Linked DNA regions of Larimichthys crocea: region 1 is linked to region 2. Evidence: chromatin contacts called from public Hi-C data. All regions are on one chromosome and are shown on one strand. Each heading gives the region's core, a stretch centred on a gene start, on an enhancer-like site or on the middle of the called end of the contact. The rest is flanking DNA. Distances are from core to core; before and after follow the strand shown. Region 1 holds the start of LOC104923521 (5-hydroxytryptamine receptor 3A). Region 2 holds the start of atp13a3 (ATPase 13A3).

Region 1 (4,825 bases), core at 845-3,344, 510 kb before region 2:
TATTAATGATCTGCGCCCCTACTGAATGAATATAGGGAAAACACTGATATAGTTTATTTTGGTTAAAAAATACTGTTAATACTGTTAAATGTGCTTCACACAACAAAAACATTGAGGAACTGAGGAAACACCAGAGGCAGGTTAATAAATGAATAAATCATAATAATAAAACACATGATCATTTATTAATAGAGAAACTAACTAAATAAATATAATTCAAGTAAAAGACAGACTAAAAACAGGTCCTTTTTTCTTTTATTTTTTCTTTGCACATTAGACCTTTTTCTGTCTTGTCATAACAAGAGTCTGGACTCGCCTAAATAAAATGCAGTAGTTTTTAATGTTGTCAATTAAACTTGTTCTAATGTGTGCATTATGAAAGAGGTCTGTCCCAAACAATCGCCCCAAAACCACCAAACATTTACTCATGCAGCCATATCTGAAGCAGGCAGTGAATGGCTTGACCTTAAAAGTCCTGATGAGATCTGAAGAACCTGCCTTTCAATTACAGTCTAAAGGCTCAACTTTAAAAAACTGAGAACAAGAAGCCCCACGACAAGGAAAAAGGAAAACATGTCTCTATCATCAGAGTCACCTCTGTGATCCTCATCCTTCGGAAGGATTCAGTAGACTACCTGAACTCCTCGAAGGTGATCCTAAAATACTGTATGCAAATATGACAGGCTGATCAGCAGGTGTATCACACAGGTGAGCTCCTCCCTAAAAACACGCAGGCTCTTCCACTCAGCTGCATCGCCTCGTTTTTTCAAAGAAACCCAAATGTAGATATATTTCAAATTAAAATGGAGCGTCCTGCAGTGACAAGAGGAAACCCCAACTCCTTTCTCTCCAGTCTGGTTGAATTTTGCGTGGATTCAGCCACCACCTGTTTCTCCCAAGACGCAGATAAATTGTGCGTCCCCATCGGTCTCTGCGCTTTATCGGCGCTCATTTTACTGCTCTCATGTCTTTTGTAAGTACGTTTTTTTTATCCAGCTTTTGTTCCAGGACTTTTATTGAAAAGGTTTCCAGCACTGACCGGTGTTAACTGTTTAAGGATCGTGTACCAGAGGTGCAGATTCCGGAGAGGAAATCCGGGAGAAACCGTCACATCGTTTTACAGCCTCCTCGGTAACCTGTGCAGCACAGTTGGAGCCGTTCTGTCCAGACAGCTGCATCTTCAGGTAACACTTAAAATTATTGTGCTTTTCATCTTTCTGCAGGCAGTAATAAGTCTGATAATAACTTCTGATCCATCCTCTGCAGATAACGCACAACCATCCAGCACGACTAGCTTCATGAGGAGGTTAGTTCCACTTTGTGGAAGCTGATGGGGCTAAAACTGACTTAATAAAAAGTTTTAAGTTGTAAGAAAGGATGTTGCAAATTTTAGAATATGGTTAACTGACATAGACACAGCATAATAAATTATATGAACATTGAAATCCATGTATTATATTATTTCATCTAATCATTATTTTGCCAGGTAAAATCTCATTGAGATTAAGAACATATTTCTTGTTATATGAACATAGCCAATGCATATAAAGATTGTCAATTAGTGAATTTGAATAGCTGGGAAATTATGGGTGGCTGCTATGTGATTTGAGTACAGGTTATTGCAGCACAACAGAAACATTTATTTTGTAGGGGAAAGAAATAGAAAAAGCTGTATGTGGGCGCATGTGGAGCCTTTACTTTATTATTATTATTACACTCTTACATCAGTAGGTGTCCAGCCTAACTCACTCTTGGTGTTTTGTGTTAATCGGGTGGTGGTGGTGCCCTGGGATGGTATCAAATTCCCGGCCTGAATTATTGTCCCAGTCCGCCCCTGCTCTCCAGTTTCAAATATCAACACTGTGTTTCGGACATCATACTGACTCAGACTCATTTCATCCTTGAGGTGTTTGCTTAAAATATTAGCAAACTGCCAAAATACACAGGCACAGTTAAACTACATTAATTTAAAACAACATTATAGCCACCTGACACCCTGTTTGACTGGTTTTATTTGCATGATTGTAATTCAGGAGGAAAGGGTGTGAGATGAGGCCATTTAGAAACAAGATCTTTGTGATGTAGGGGAATAACAGCAATATTAACATACGGAAGTACTGAGCATATGGTAACAGGATTAACAGTTCCAGATAATGGGATTTCCAGACAAGGAAACAAGTCTGAACATTCGTCAGAGAAGTGAATGGCAGGATCGAAAAAGGAATTGAATTTGCATGCAAGAGGGTCATCAAAACTTTGCCCAGAGCTGAATTTGCTCAGACTGCTGACTCAGGCTGTTTTGCTTTGAAACTGATGGGACAGTTAATGAAAGTAGTTGATCGGACACACACACAAGATGACAGACCTAAAGAGAGCTGGACTTATCTTCATCTTTTTTATACTGCTTCACAGTAAGGATTTTTTTTTTCTTTTGACAATATATGGGAAGTTTAACTTCAGCATTGAATTGTATCGTTGGGTGAAAGTCCCAAGTTGCCATTGTTCAAAATTACCAGCAATAACAATTAGCTGAGTCCTCTTTTGGCTGGGTTACACTTAATTGCTCATGATGACAATGCTGGTATGCTGTTTTTTAGTAGGTATGACATTTAGCATATTAACCATTGTAGATAAGTGTGTTAGCATGCTAATACTCAAGCAAAAAACAGCTGATGAAAATGTTGCTAGTTTGCAGGTATTTAGAAATTATAGTAATTTTAATAATAATTAATTTTATAATTATAATCATTATTAATCCGATAGTGGTGCTAAATGTAAAGTTTAGGGGTCACCGAATGTTTTACAATTCATCCTGACAGGAATGAGAAGAATGTATGCCAAATTATATGGTGATTTATCGCCGATGACTGAAAATAGTTGCATATTGAGGTTGCCTACTGACCAAATATTATTTTCTGAGTAACAGATTATGTCAGATTTTATTGCATTTTGGCTCAGTGAATGTACACTTCATGTTAACATTTATGACACAAATACCACATTTAAGTGAGCATGTGTGTGGATGTAAGTGTTGGAAATGTAGCAATGTGTTAACTGTGTTGATGATATGAAGCATTTTGCTGAATAGTTCAGTGCAAGTGTTTCCACTATTCTGTTCAGCATACAAAGAAAGATCTGCCAAACCTTTAAGCAAAAACCAACAAAGGAATTGTGCATTTATTTGGGTTATCTCATGAATTTAGATTTTCTTGTTCTCTTTCTTAACTCAGGTTTTGTTGCAGCATTGAACTGCACCAGGCCAACTCCTGAATCCTTGCTTGCTGCACTTGATAAGGAAGTGTTTCGTAAGAATCTACTGCGACCTGTAAAAACATTTTCAGATACACTGAACGTAACCATCGGTATAACTCTGGTGGGAATTTTAGGAGTGGTGAGTCATTGAGATCCACAAACATCTATTCATTGCTTCAAAACATGTGCAGATGTAGTGTAAGTGTATTTCATTCATCATTAATAATCATAAATATGTCTCATTTTCAGAATGAAAAAGACCAGTCATTGTCAGTATTCATATGGCTAACCCTGGTAAGTTTTCCGTAATGAAACATCAACATTTGATTGTGTATGTGAGTCACACAAAAACAAACAGAGAAATTCTCTTCATCTTTATAATGAGTCACAAATAAATAGTTTATTTTTTAAAAGGCACAGTATACATAAAATGAACCTGATTAGTCAATGGAAGGAGGCCAGCATCTCTAAAGCATGGGAGTAGGAAGAATCACTAGGGGCTCTGCTATGCCATGGCAGTCATGGGAAAGAAACAGAGGGGGCTGATATCCTCAAGAGGTCTTGACAGGTGACACACCAGTGTTAGTGGTTGTGTGCATAATGAGTATATTGAGCCCAGGGAAGATGGTAACTCCAGGCACCAGGATCAGATGAGCTGACTCAGGTCTTGATTAGCTCTCTCAGTTTAACCTTGGTTTGTGGGTGAACAGTCTCTTTGGCAGTGGGCATTTTAGGCACAGCAACGTAAAGTGAAAAAACAGCCTGGGAAAAAATTATCAACATGAGTGAGTATGGCCCAGCAGCGTATTAAATGTGCTTATCTCTCTCTCTCTCTCTCTCTCTCTCTCTCTCTCTGATGCATAGTATATGTTATGCATTACAAAGATCCAGTTAAGAGAAGATGGTGGCTCCCAGAAATAAAAACCCAGACTTAATTAATGGCAGAGCATTTGTTCTAAACTGTATGCTTTAAAAGTGTATACAAGGACACAGTCTTGTGCTTCTTTGAAACCCTGCACCAAGAGGTGACGACCATGGTCTTGTGATCCCTGCTGCCAGTGAGTCCTTAATGTACATCTCCATTGCTCCTCTTTGGATCAGGAGACATACAATACAAGACTGGATGGCAGAGGCACACTAGAAAGAAGATCAATAGCACAGTCATTTATTCTAAGAGGGGGTGAAGACAAAGGGTGATATTTTCTAACTGTCATGATACTCAGCAGCTTTGATAGGTAGGTCTAGAGACTCAGGTTCTGGGCTAGACAAATCAATCAATAACTGTAGATTACTGTAGACTGTAGATATTAGGAGTGACTGGAATGTGACTGAAAATTAGTGTAAAAGGACACTGTGCTGCAAAATTAATTTATCTGTGGCGTGTACCTTTGTATTACAAAGGTGAATGAATCATCTGGCAGAATTTGGAAGAGTGTGTCCGGGTTTTAAGATGATTAGAAATTTGAGAAGGGAGAGGAAACAGAAAGCCATGCCCAGCTGCAACCAAACACTGGGAGAGACAGACTGTAGACAAACATTACATATAAGAACGTAAACAATGGGACAACATAAG
Region 2 (4,393 bases), core at 314-2,813:
AATCTATACGACTACTACCTATACTTTCATAGAGATTAGTTCTCAAAATAAAACACATGCTTACTAATATCCACAATTAATTCATACCATCGAACTGAACGGAGCGTACCGCGGCAGAAACAGCAGGTACAGGTTACTGTGACCGGTCATTCGGGGGGGGAAACCAGTTATTCCCTAGCAACTTTGTCTTTCAGTACAATGTTGATGCGACACTGGACAATTGTTTCACCAGTTCACATTCATACAGATGTGTAATGTAAGAAAACAGAGAAAATGATAGACTATCTAAACAGATAGCTTTGGTTTCCTACATTTTGTTATACAGTTTTGGAGTGAGCTGTGTTAATACTCTGAGTTTTAGCCATTGAACACAATACACTGGATAATAGATTGTTTTTATTTTGTAATTATTGTGTGCATGAATTAAATGCGAAGGAGCTCATGATTATTGTAAAGAAGACATTTGTTTTGAATTTTAAAAAAGCTACTATTTAAATGTTCTAACACACTGAAGATGAGTTTGTAATGAGGGTTTATGATTTAAAGCAGGTTTGAACAGGCTGCTGGTGGTATATATATATATATCTTAAATATATCTGAGCCTGTTACTGGAGACTCGACCAGGTGACAGGTGTTTAAGAGGAATGAGTCAAAGCTAACGGAAAGAGACGTGTTAAACGATTAAAACTTCATGTATTTATTATGTATTGTAATGAAATGGCTGTAAGTAATAACAACAACGTAGGAAAGCCAATTAAAGGAGCACAAAAACAAGCTTACAACCACACACGGTACGTGTAACTGTCACAAGTGGACACTGTAACATAATCTAGGTTTTCTAATGTTTATCCATAATTACATTTGGTGCTCAATTGCTGCCTGCTGACCATGAATCATGGCTCCGAGCCCCCCGGCAGCCAGGGAAGTGCTTCACCGGGGGAAGACGTCGGTTGTTGTCGGCTAGCTGGGCTAATGTTAGCCAGGCTTCATTGTTAGCCAGCTAATTGGTGGCTTGGCTTATAAACCAACAAACGTCCATGTGTCTCCCCGCCGGTGATCTCTCTGCTTTCGGTTTCACAAACCACCCAGAGGCCAAAACGTTGTTTCAATAGCAAAACACAAACCGGTTTTCCTGTACACGCATCAGCTAGCTATCGTTAGCGTTAGCCTCAATAGGTAGCCACTGACACATGGGTGATGATGACAGCGATGTGGGCAAAGCGCACACACACACACACAGACACACACACAAATATATATATATATATGAGAATAAAACACTCACCCAGAACCACCTGGACACTCTGAAGATCACCTTCGAGTCATAGTGAGACGAGAGCAGCTGTTATCTGAAGGAAAACGTCGTTGAAGAGGAAAACGGACTAAGTTTGATAGGGAAATGTTGTCGCAGCCCGACAGGCAGAGTGGATGTTTGCTGTGTGTTGACAGCTCGGCAGGACGGGCTGAGTACTACAGCACCGTGAACTGGCCCGAACTGGCTGTCTGACGGCAGGAAGTGATGTGTGGTGACATCACGGGAGCGCTGTGCAAGGTGTACACAGCAAAACCCCTCAGACTAAATGTTGTTGTCATTATGAAGCGCTCATTCACTGCGTCACAGCTTTGGGCGAACACATAATGGCACGTGGAGGCGAGGTGATTAAAAGTAAAGATTGATTTTTGTGTCAGAGCTCAGTATAAAGCAGGGATTTAAAAAATAGCACATGGTGTGGAAGTGCTGTACACTGTGCTCTGCACATGATTTAGACTTAATCATCATGTTCCTTCCTTGTTTCCTATTATGGTGTTGCCAGTCAAAGTAAATATGTGACGTATTTTAACCAATTTCATTGCTCCATCATTATTAGAAATTTCAAGTAAATTTCCAGAAACCTTCCATAGGAAATTCAGCTGTTGGAACTAGTCCAAATCGGAAACTTTCCATGGGGATTTTTGGAAATTTGTGGGAATTAAGGCAAGGCAAGTCAAGGCAAGTTTATTTGTATAGCACTATTCGTACACAAGGCAATTCATAGTGCTTTACAGAGGCAAGGAAAAACATTGGACATTAAGACAAACAATAGAAATAATAAAATAAAATAAAAAAGAGAAGAAAATTTAATTAAAAACATCAGAATGTCATTTAAAATCATTAAAACAGCAAATTTGGAAACAATTTAAAACATTAAACGAATCACGGGATTACGATTAAAAATTCTTTAAAAGAGCTCAGCCATAAGCATGTCAAAAGATAAGTGCTAAGAGTTGGGGCTGATTTCACTGGAAATTTGGGGTGATGTAGTAATTGGGGGTAAGCTGGCATCATGTTATGGTAAATGGTATAAATGGTCAATGGAATTTATCAGCTAGCTATCTACTGTGTGAATACATTTTCATGTGCTGTTTGCTTTTTAGAAATCATCTGTGCATGTAATGGGGGAACAGCATAGATCTTCAAGTGCATGAAATCTGGTTGTTTTAGTCGAGATTATGCTAAAATATATTTTACCCAATTATATTTAAATTCCATACCAACATTCAATTTAGTAAATTCCTTGTTTATTCCCATGAATCCCCATGTATTCCCACAGATTCCCATTAATTCCCATGGAAAGTTTCCAACTTTGAAAATTCCCAGATTTTGCAACCCTAGGCACTTATTTATGTTGTGTAAACCACTCCTTTTTCAGTAAAAGAAGTATAATTAATATGCTAACATTGACCACTGTAAAGACATATTGAGGGATTACCACAAACTGGTATCTGTTTATCCAAGTCACTAAGATATGTCATATTTTTATTGAATCTTTGTTTGTACCGTATGTTTGTTTTTCAGTGTCATTAATAAAGTTATTATGATTTTTATTATTGGTAGTGGCCAATTTTCCCATGAACACAATAGAAAGGTTAATCAGGAAGGGAATTGATAATGCAGGTAAGAGCTCTGGGATACAGATTTCTACAGCCCCATGTTCACTCATTAGTAATTAAGTTAATTGACAGTTTGTCACAATTTTGTACAAATAAATGCAATATCACCTCAGCCTTGTCCTGCATTGTTAGCTGATCATGTGACCCTAAAGGGTCCTGAGCTCCCACATGTTAGTGTATATTACTACATGAAGTTGTGTTTAATCAAATTATCATAGCCTAATCTACATATAAGGGCAACAAAGTGCTATTCTGAACCTTCAGCACATAATGACAACATCATGTAATCTACAGTTGTGTAGTTCATACGCAGTGCTCAGACAGCAGGAGGTGGCAGGATCAGTAGACCAGAGAGAACCCAGCAGCACATTTCTTGTCCTGGGTTAATCCAGCCAATCCAACCAAGCAAATTTACAAATAGGAGTATGGATGGTTCATTAAACTCTCCAGTGATTTAGTCTTAACTCCATAAAGTTGGGGGATTTGCAAGAAAGAGTAAACAAAGACTGGTCAAAAAGCAACAGAGCCCAAAATTATAAAAAATTAAAATAGTGTGTGCATCAAAGTTTCATGCCCAAGTTTAGACATCATCAGTGTTATTTGTCTAATTCTCCCAGTCCAGAAGACAGTTATATCTAATATATTAGTTTTCTGATACAATGTTACAGACAATCTGTGACAAGAAAACTGACTCAAATCAGTGGAGTCCTTTCACAACATCTCAAGCAAATCACTGTTATATAATCTTTTATTCTGAGTTATTTAGTAACAACCAGACATTCATTAATCAGCTTTCAGTTTCTGATTAATTCTTTGCTCGTTCTCTGCAATCATTCAGGGATTTGTATTACTCCTGAACAATTTCTCCCTTTCCCTCCTCCCTTTCTGGGCCATATGAGAGGTGAACAAAATGTCCTGCAGGCTTAAATCATCCAGCGTCTTCCATGTCCTCTGCAGTGGAGCGATCACTGACGTACGGGCCAAAAAAAACAGAAAGGCCAGTCCCCCACTGCTGCTTCAGATGTGCTAATCCGTGCTCTTCATCACTTCTGCAAACAGAATTCCACCTTTTTAAATGGGGCACACGGTTTGTTTTCCTTTGGCCCAGTCTCAGAAGGGACAGAGATGAGGCCCAGAGATGGAGCAGTGCTAGCTCAGCATTCATCATGACATCAGACGGCATTAATGGAGTACAAACACGTCATTTTTTCTTTTGTTTAATGGCTCTGTGAGGAGACATGGATGAAAAACAGTCTATTTCCCAAGATGGTGACAAGTTTAAGCAGATGAAGATGTAGAGTATATTTTACAATATGAGCTTCAGTTAAACTGACACCTTGTGTGTAATGGTTGATCTTATTCAGATTTCAGGCCTCTTTACCAAGCTATACTCATGGGATACATTCTTGTCTATCAGCAACTCTGGATTGGCTTAAGCAGCAACAGGAAGCACTGAATAGCT

The links. Hi-C and Micro-C count contacts between places; a contact is called where the count stands out from the background.
Region 1: a contact with region 2 is called in a Hi-C map of muscle, with 15 times the contacts expected there. The contact joins the promoter of LOC104923521 here to the promoter of atp13a3 in region 2. A contact is called at or near these places in 2 of 7 Hi-C or Micro-C datasets (both in muscle).

Annotation. Positions count from the first base shown.
Region 1 is chrXVII:23,294,600-23,299,424 of L_crocea_2.0, reverse strand. LOC104923521 (5-hydroxytryptamine receptor 3A) reads left to right here and starts at 2,094. Exons shown (of 9, transcript XM_019273278.2): 1 at 2,094-2,411; 2 at 3,231-3,391; 3 at 3,502-3,546. The coding sequence starts at 2,357.
Region 2 is chrXVII:22,781,458-22,785,850 of L_crocea_2.0, reverse strand. atp13a3 (ATPase 13A3) reads right to left here and starts at 1,563. Exons shown (of 33, transcript XM_027290023.1): 1 at 1,286-1,563.